Linked DNA regions of Gossypium arboreum: regions 1 and 3 are each linked to region 2. Evidence: chromatin contacts called from public Hi-C data. All regions are on one chromosome and are shown on one strand. Each heading gives the region's core, a stretch centred on a gene start, on an enhancer-like site or on the middle of the called end of the contact. The rest is flanking DNA. Distances are from core to core; before and after follow the strand shown. Region 1 holds the start of LOC108453391 (cysteine proteinase mucunain-like). Region 2 holds the start of LOC108486434 (ketol-acid reductoisomerase, chloroplastic-like). Region 3 holds the start of LOC108465570.

Evidence for each region. A called contact is a pair of places that touch in the nucleus more often than the background predicts.
Region 1: a contact with region 2 is called in a Hi-C map of leaf, with 5 times the contacts expected there. The contact joins the promoter of LOC108453391 here to the promoter of LOC108486434 in region 2. A contact is called at or near these places in 2 of 5 Hi-C or Micro-C datasets (both in leaf).
Region 3: a contact with region 2 is called in a Hi-C map of leaf, with 3 times the contacts expected there. The contact joins the promoter of LOC108465570 here to the promoter of LOC108486434 in region 2. A contact is called at or near these places in 2 of 5 Hi-C or Micro-C datasets (both in leaf).

Annotation. Positions count from the first base shown.
Region 1 is chr6:29,007,686-29,010,723 of ASM2569848v2, reverse strand. It overlaps LOC108453391 (cysteine proteinase mucunain-like), which reads right to left and starts at 1,438. Exons shown (of 5, transcript XM_017751464.2): 1 at 751-1,438; 2 at 442-674; 3 at 233-370; 4 at 1-145. The coding sequence starts at 1,234.
Region 2 is chr6:28,628,123-28,630,822 of ASM2569848v2, reverse strand. LOC108486434 (ketol-acid reductoisomerase, chloroplastic-like) reads right to left here and starts at 1,433. Exons shown (of 10, transcript XM_017790488.2): 1 at 1,001-1,433; 2 at 791-883; 3 at 503-568; 4 at 283-423; 5 at 1-10. The coding sequence starts at 1,288.
Region 3 is chr6:28,251,305-28,254,004 of ASM2569848v2, reverse strand. It overlaps LOC108465570, which reads left to right and starts at 1,392. Exons shown (of 13, transcript XM_053029449.1): 1 at 1,392-1,636; 2 at 1,720-1,836; 3 at 2,093-2,225. The coding sequence starts at 1,459.

The DNA of each region.
Region 1 (3,038 bases), core at 189-2,688, 380 kb before region 2:
AGAAATATCCATCTATCCCCCAACTTGTTCCCCATGAATTCTTCACTATCCAATACTCTTCACTGCCTTCTGAACCATAACCAACTATTAAAACAGCATGATCAATGTCATCTGGATCATCCGAGCAGCTCCCATCATAAATTCCCTATTCATCCATCATGCCATACGAATTTCATTACCCCAAAAATTTCGTTTTAAACAAAAAGTTTCAGGGTTCCAAACATATACTTACACCAGTGTAAAGTTGAAAATCAATGGCGGAACCATCAATTCCCACACTAACAGGTTGCTGAGCAACGGCACATAAAAGAGCACTATCTGATTGCTCTACATCTTGATAGCCATCAATAGATACAACCTTGGTTTCCTCCTGATTAAAGACAAATACATTAGAATTAGAGGAAGAACTAGTTGAACTACTGAAACAAAAATGAATCAGACCTTGGTGGTGTTACATGTGCCATCCACACCAGTGTAGGGGTAGTCGGTTTCGCTATCGATCCCGCCATTGTTTATAACCCACTCGAAAGCATAGTCCATGTATCCTCCTTCACACCCATAGTTGCTGGTATCACAATCTACAAGTTCTTGTTCTGAAAGGCTAATTAGGTCTCCAGTAACTAAGGCATTGATTCCTTCCATGGCTCCGGTTGATGAGAATGCCCAACAACTTCCTGCAAACATAGGACACAGTTATTCAGGTTTTTTTCTTAAAGGGGAACTTACACAATATGTAGGGCATTTTCTTACCACAAGAACCTTGGTCCTTGACAGCAGTCACAACTCCATAGTTCCTCCAATTCAAGGAGGAGGGTGCATCACAAGACTGCACCTTTCTCCTCATGTTCCTTGACAGGGTTATCCCTTTGTTGATGGGCTTTTTCACCTTTGACAAGTAAGCTTTTCTGAACTCCTCATTGCTCATATCAGCAAACTTGTTCAATCCCACATGGTGTTCCCATTTGTTTGCTTTTCTCTTTGCATTCCTCTCTAGGATATACTTCAAATTCCCCTTGAAATTTTCAAACCTTTTCTCAGCCTCCTCGGCTTGCCGGTACACTTTCTGATTCTTTTCTTTCCACTGTTGGAAGATTTCCAACACCCTTTCCTCCGAAAGAAATGCGTCAATCTCATGTTCCACTATGGAGTATTCACTAGGAAGGCTAGAAGAGAGGCTTGTTAGTGAAGCCAATATCAATAAAAGGAAACCCAATATGTTTCTTTGGAAACCCATATTTTTTCAACGGGGTTGCCACTGATATCTGATCTTAATCTTGCATTTGTATTGTATATAAGGTGGAAAATTAATGCTAACTAAGCCATGCCTACCAGTCAGCTCTACAACATTCTTTGCAAGTGACCAAAATAACACTGGAACTGTCCAAAGAAGATGGGGGAAACAATGTTTTTGAGGGTATCTTATGAATTAATCAAATGTTTTATGGAAAAATATTTAGTTTCATGAGAAATAAAGACCAAATTATTTTGGTGGTTATGCCCTGCCCGTCTGCTGTTCACACTTGGGTGCAGTTGACTTGTGAGTAGGGATAGTTGCTGGAGATGAATCTAACAGTCAACATTTTACATCTATTTACCATTGAAAACGGTTGATCAATTAGGTTATTATTATATAATCTATCAAAATGCTGCATCCAACTCTCTTCTTTACAAATCTATAAACATTAACCTCGCTTTATTTTTTTTGATTAAAAGTAGGTCCAAGTTCATAAAGGATCAATCAACTGTTCCTAACATTGATCACAAGGATCATGTTGGCATTTTGTTGTATCTATTTTATCTTTTGTTCAATGATTGTAAATTCAAATATAAAATGAAATACATGGAATCTGTACAATGCATAAGCTCTTAAATGCTCAACTCTGCTACCTACTAGTCTTTTGCTGGCAAAGAAGAGTAGCTTTGACCCAATTCTTCTTTTTTATTCATTACACATGTTTCTTTAATATGTTTATACTTAAACGCAGCAGTTGCAATGAAATGTATTATAATGAACAACCCTGACTAATAAAAATAGCTAAAATCCCCTGAAATTTTCTAAAAAAATCAATTAAATTCTTATATTTTTTTCACTCAATTGAACCCCTTAACTTCAAAATTATAATAATTAAGCCCTTTGGGGTAACAGCGGCCCTTTTGGGGCTGTTTTATACTCAAAATTGTTAAAAAATACTAAAAATCCTAAAAGAAATTATTAAAAACTAAAATATTCAAAATCACAAAAAATTATAAAAATAAATAAAATGCAAAAATATATAAAAATATTATAAATGTCTCAAAAATTATACAAATTAAAAAATATTAAAATGAATAATTTTAAAATTATATGAATTAAAAATAAAAATTGTTAAAATATGGAAATTTTTAAAATATAGAAAATTATTATAAAAATATTAAAAATAATAGAAAATTTTAAAATTATATGAAATTTTAAAAAGATACAATTTTAAAAATATTTACCATTTTGTAACTCTCTAAAAATATATATTTTTCCTTATGTGAATATTTAATATAAGTATTTGTCTGCTTCATTGGTTAAGTGTTTTGAATGTGTGTGTGAGGTCTTGGGTTTAAGCCTCATCTTTGCTACTTTTATTATTTTTGGATCAAGCCTTATCCCTAATCAGTGTGCTTATATTAATTTGTCTGTAAATTTATATTAAAATGAGTCTGCTGGTTCGAGTGGTAAGGGGGTTGGTGTGTTGGGGGTCCTATGTTTGAATCCCTACGTGAGCATGAAAATTATTTTTGCTCAGTTGTCTAGTAGAGTTTCGGTGGAGTTGAAATAATGAGGTGGTTGTGAGTTTGTGGGTTAGTAGGAGGAAAATTAGGGAGGTTATTAGTTCTGTTCAGTTTGAATGACTTTTTTTTTTCTCTGTTGCTCTCTCCTCTGAGTTTTCTTCTTTCCTTCGTCTACCTCTCTATTTGTTTCAAATCATATTTCCAATTAATCGGAGGGTCTTGTGGTTTTTGTGGCTCTTTTATATGCAATATCGTTCGTGATTTAATTCAGTAAGTTT
Region 2 (2,700 bases), core at 184-2,683:
AATTATCCGCCTAGATAACATAATTCAGAAAATAAAGCTTCATAAGAACAAACCAAAAAGTGCAGAGAGCCTATGAATCATAGTGCATGTAAGTCTTAAGCATTTACAAGTTGTCACAAATCAGTCTAACAGACTTGGAAAAATTTTTCATGTGAGTCATATATTGGCATCAGAAAGATGTCTGCTATGGGCATGCAGCTTATACAATCAGCCAATGCTAACCATAACCAATAGCCAATATTTAAAACGCAGAAATAGAAAACATGAGAGCAGCTTAGCAACCTGTGCAGAATCAGAGATCAACAATAACACGAGATCACTTCCAGCAACAGTTTCCCATATGTCCCCCAGAGTTCCGTTCTCTTCAGTAAATCCTGCAGCACGGGCTTCAGCAAAGGAGCGAGAGCCTTTCCTCAACCCAATCTGTAATCATCATCAAGTAACAGTACATTTAGTCAAATCAATGAATGCAAAATAAAATGCAGTGAGAATTCGAGCTTGCCTTCACAACAATATCAGATTTTGCCTCTACAAGAGAATCCCTCAGATTCTGTGCTTGAGCTGGCCCCTAAAACCATATTTTAAACCACGTTTTAGTTAAGGGAATGTAATATTCGGATATACGATTAATGAACATTTGCAAAATAAAAACCTGAAAGACTTTCGTGGTCAATGAAAACTGAAAAGCATGCTTTTGATCTTCATAATTATGAAATGGTGGGGAAAAAGGTTTCCCTTTTGCTTTTATTTACAGGGAAAAAGAAAAGGAGAAATGTTGTAAATTAATAACCTGAGAACCCCAACCAATAACACCAATCTGTTTGATTCCCTTAAAAGCATCATCCAATAAAGGGAACAAATGCCGTCCTCCTCTCACAATGTACTGCCAAATACCCAAATCCATCAATATATATGAAAATAATCAGCAAACGGAACTGAAAAGCAAATGCAAAAGAAGAAGAAAAAGAAATGAAATGACTTAATTAGGGGGTCAGTTAACCTCTTCGTGACCAGCAAGAGAGATCTTTTCTTTCTGGAAAACGGAGGTATGGAAGTCAAGCGATGTCGTCTCAGACACTGGCGAAGGGACTGTCCCCATCTTGGCGACGATGGCATTGGTCCTTGTAGAGACATGATGAGCTATCAGTGATTTTGGAATCGGCGAATACCGTGAGGACGATGATGATGTAAAGCGTGTTTTGAGGACGGTTGATTTGGTCGATGAAGATATCGACGGTGTAGAAAGGAGTGCGGCTTTAAAGGAAGTGGTTGTAGTGGTGGCGGCCATTGCTGAAAGACGAAAGCTGGTGTGAGAGACGGTTTCGAACTGGACTTAGGTTTATGTGCTGAGCACCAACTTTGGCTTTTTTTATAAGGGGGTGAAATGGTTGGTGAGGTTTTTGTTTTTTTCGAAGAGCATAATATGGGTTGGTGTTTTTTTTCTTTTTCATTTTAATTTAAATGGAAAATTGTTTCTGCACTGTTTGTTAAAAATATGACAAAGTATTTTATATGATAAAAATATTAAAATAGAAAAAATATTTGATACAATATTTTTAAACTCGATAAATAAATGAAAAATATAAGTTTTTATAAGGTATAATAAAATATTAAATAAATAAAATGAGATATATTACAATTTTTTATTTTATTTACGTTATTATAAAAAGTACACAATTAATGTACTAAATGATTTAAATATATAAATAAATATGACATTGTTTACATCCTTAATTTATTTATGGAGTAAAAAACCGATAAGCGGTATATTAAATAATTATCTAATATATATTAACTTATTTATTTGAAAAATGGTTTTTAAGTTCACAAAAACAATATAATTATAGTACAATTAGAAATACATGTAGGAATAATTATAGAATAGAACCAAGCTAATATAAAGTTCAAACTTACAAAGAAGTAAATAATTTAGTGACTTATCAAACTAAAATTCACATATGACAGTTACACATGATACCAACTTTTACTAATAATACCAAGATATTATTACCTATATTAATTAATTATGATAATTATATATTAACTAATTATGGTGAATTTATATTATGAAAATTAATTACAATAAATATAATAACTAATTATAGTGAATTTACATTAATTATGATAAATGTATTAGCTATTAACTATTTGTGATATATATTAACTAATTATGGTAAATATATATTATGATACATATGTAAATTAATTATTGTGCATCTTCTCAATGACTTGTATAAATTATGGAGTAAACTACTAAATAGTCACTTTTGTTTCCTTCAGGTTATATTTTAGTCACTTATATTTGAAATGTTACGTTTTAGTTACTTGTGTTAACGTGTTATAACATTTTAGGCACTGAGCCATTAATTGTCATTAATAATGTAACGGTAAGCTGACATAGCATGTTAAATCATCATTTCAAACAAAAATTTTAAGTTAAATTATACAATTGGTCCCTATATTTTATTTTCGTTTTGAGCAATTTAATTTTCTTCTTTTACGTTAAAAGAGATGAAAAAGGGAGGGAAATAGAGGGAGAAGCATAAAAGAAAGGAAAATGAAGAAAAAAAGAGAAAGTTGAAAGAACATAAAAGAAAAAAAAATGCTCAAAACGAAAAAATATGGTGACTAATTGTATAATTTAACCTAAAATTTTTGTTTAAAATGATGATTTAGCGTGCCACATCAGCTTATCGTTAC
Region 3 (2,700 bases), core at 143-2,642, 380 kb after region 2:
ATCCTTTTGCTCTTGTAAAGCTAGAATATGAACATTTTTACTGCTTCTATATGCGTAAATGAAGTTCTGTATTGGCGCCTTTATTTTCTATATCTTAATGAAATTTTCCAATGCTTCTAATATCTCATTATTTTGATGTTAGGAAACATTCCAATACGTTGAAGACCAGTTGCAAACTGTGGGAGCTAATGTTAAGCAATTCTGTACAGAACTAATGCAAGAAGTGCTCCCTTCATCTCCTACCAATTTGAAGGAAGAACTTTAACTTGTCTCTATTGCAAAATGCTGCTGTCATAGCCAATAAAGATTCAAACATAAGTGTTAATAAAGATTGCATTCAGAAAGAACTGATCCATGTCAAATATATTAAAAATATACATTTAGGTTCATCTTCAGGGCAAAGCACAGAGAATGAGCGTGGCTTGGCTCAAGCATGCAAGAATGAAGCTCATGACACTGATTCTACTCTAGATGACGCCTTATTAGAATCAAAGGGTAGGTATTCATTCTGTTGGTATGATATATCCATCTATCCTTTTTTTTTTTTCTTTCTAAAATGGTCTCTGCATTAGATTAAAATAACCAGTTGCATTCGGTTGTGGAATCAAAGGATTAGTTAAAGTTATGAGATTAAATGATTTTGTTGCAGCTGTTCCGAAATTGGAACTAGAAACTGTTCCAGCTCCTGTTCCATCGCAAAATAAGGTGAAGCATGAAGAAAACTGCATTGTGGTGGACAGCAGTGAGCTTCATTCTCTTTCTAATGAATTACAAGAACGCCGATCATTCAAGGTAGGATACTCTCACCCTCCATCGTATATTTTGGTAAAAATTCAGGCGCCTCACGGATGTTTAGCTTGACATGAACAACCTCTTTCAGAAATGCTTAGTTGTTGTTTTGTGGGACAGGAGAAGTTTCAATAGGCTTTTTCTTTGAAGTCAAGGTTATGGAAGCCTGATGATGAGCAGCATCGAAACAGTGTTGAGCAATCCAGTGAAAGCAACAAATCTGAGTCACAAGAAATGGGATTTTCCGAATCGGATTGGGAGATTATTTAAATAAAGTTAAAATGGAATTTAGAATAAGAGAGGACATTTACATGGTTTGAAAAAATGCAGAGAACTAGGCAGTCTAGTAGGCATGATTTGATGGAGAGTTGTTGTCTAAATTGCAGTGTTTCCTTGTATTAATCAGATAACATTAGTATTAATTTCATCTTTTAATTACAAACAAAGCATTGATCAACGTGCAAAAACTCATTGGTTGTCTCCTGTTCTAATCGCGTATCCACCAAATTCCATGAACGGTCCACAAAAGCTCGAAGGATTATATAATAAAAAATATATAAGTTTTAAGTTTTATACTCCTTTTTGTTCACAAAAAATAGGAAATAAAATAAAATATAAAAGGTGTAAAGTTATTTACGGAAAAGAGAAAATATTGGAAATAGCGGGAATATGGCGGACACTTACAGTTTGATAGGAGCCTTTTACTCTAAGCCCTCTCCTGCTCTGCCTCCTTTTTTTCTCAAAACCCCAAAATTACCCCTCCATTTTCCATCTAAATCCATGGCTGCCCACTGTCATTGCTCCTCTAACCCTCTACCTTCCCAGCCCTCCTTACTCGTTTTCTCAGGTACTCTTCTCCTCGCTTTGATTGATAAATATTTCAAATTTTATTAAAAAGTCCTAACGTGGATTCGATTATGGTGGTTCTAGGGGGGACGGCATTTAATGGCGTTGTAGAAGAGCTTAAGAAGTTAACAGTTCGCGTTGCCCATGTTCTTCCTGTTTCTGATGATGGGGGAAGTACTGCCGAGATTGTTCGAGTTCTCGGTAAATATTTTACGCATTTCTAACGCGAAATCTTATATCATTAGTTTATCAATTATCAGAAGACAACTCTCATTTGACATAGGAAACTTTAGTTGTTTTAGTTAAGCCTTGAAATAAACGAAAGAATTTTGCCTGCACTTGAATTGTTTAATCAGATGGCCTTTATTTTTATTAGATTGTGTTTTGGTTCTTATAATGATTTGGAAATTTCCTTTGATGTGAGATAAAATAATGTCGCTGAGTTGATAATGTTTAGGAGGTCCTGCTGTTGGGGACATAAGGTCAAGATGTTTGAGATTGGCTGATGAAAGCACTTCCGAGGCTCTGGCTGTCCGAAGATTGCTTGGTCATCGTTTGCCTATAAATCCACAGCAAGCCAAGTCGGAATGGTAGTGTTTTCCTCTGATAATTTTACTGTAACACTTTCATTTTAGCACATTTGATTAAGTCATTTAGATGGTCTTTTCTCTCTTGTTCAGCTAGTTTTGGTAACTTGATTGCTGCTATTTTTTTTCGTTCATGCTATTTTCAACTCCATTTTGTTGATTTTTTTTTTTTTACTACTCTTGTACACGGGCATCCATACATAAATAAATGCACTTTTAAAGAGGCACTTGCAGGCAAAGCTGCTTAAGAGTCACAGGATGATTCCAATAGAACATTACTTTTTAAACTTCATTCTAAACCTACATATGGAAATTTCAGTACAAAATTGACAATTCTATTTCTAGATTTATCTTATCCGGATTTCTTGTTACTTACAAATATATAGGTTACTCAGTGTTAGAATTAACTGTCAATTATCCACTTTTAACTCCTATTGCTTTGGATGTTTGCTTTCTGAAATTTTCCATTTACTTTCTA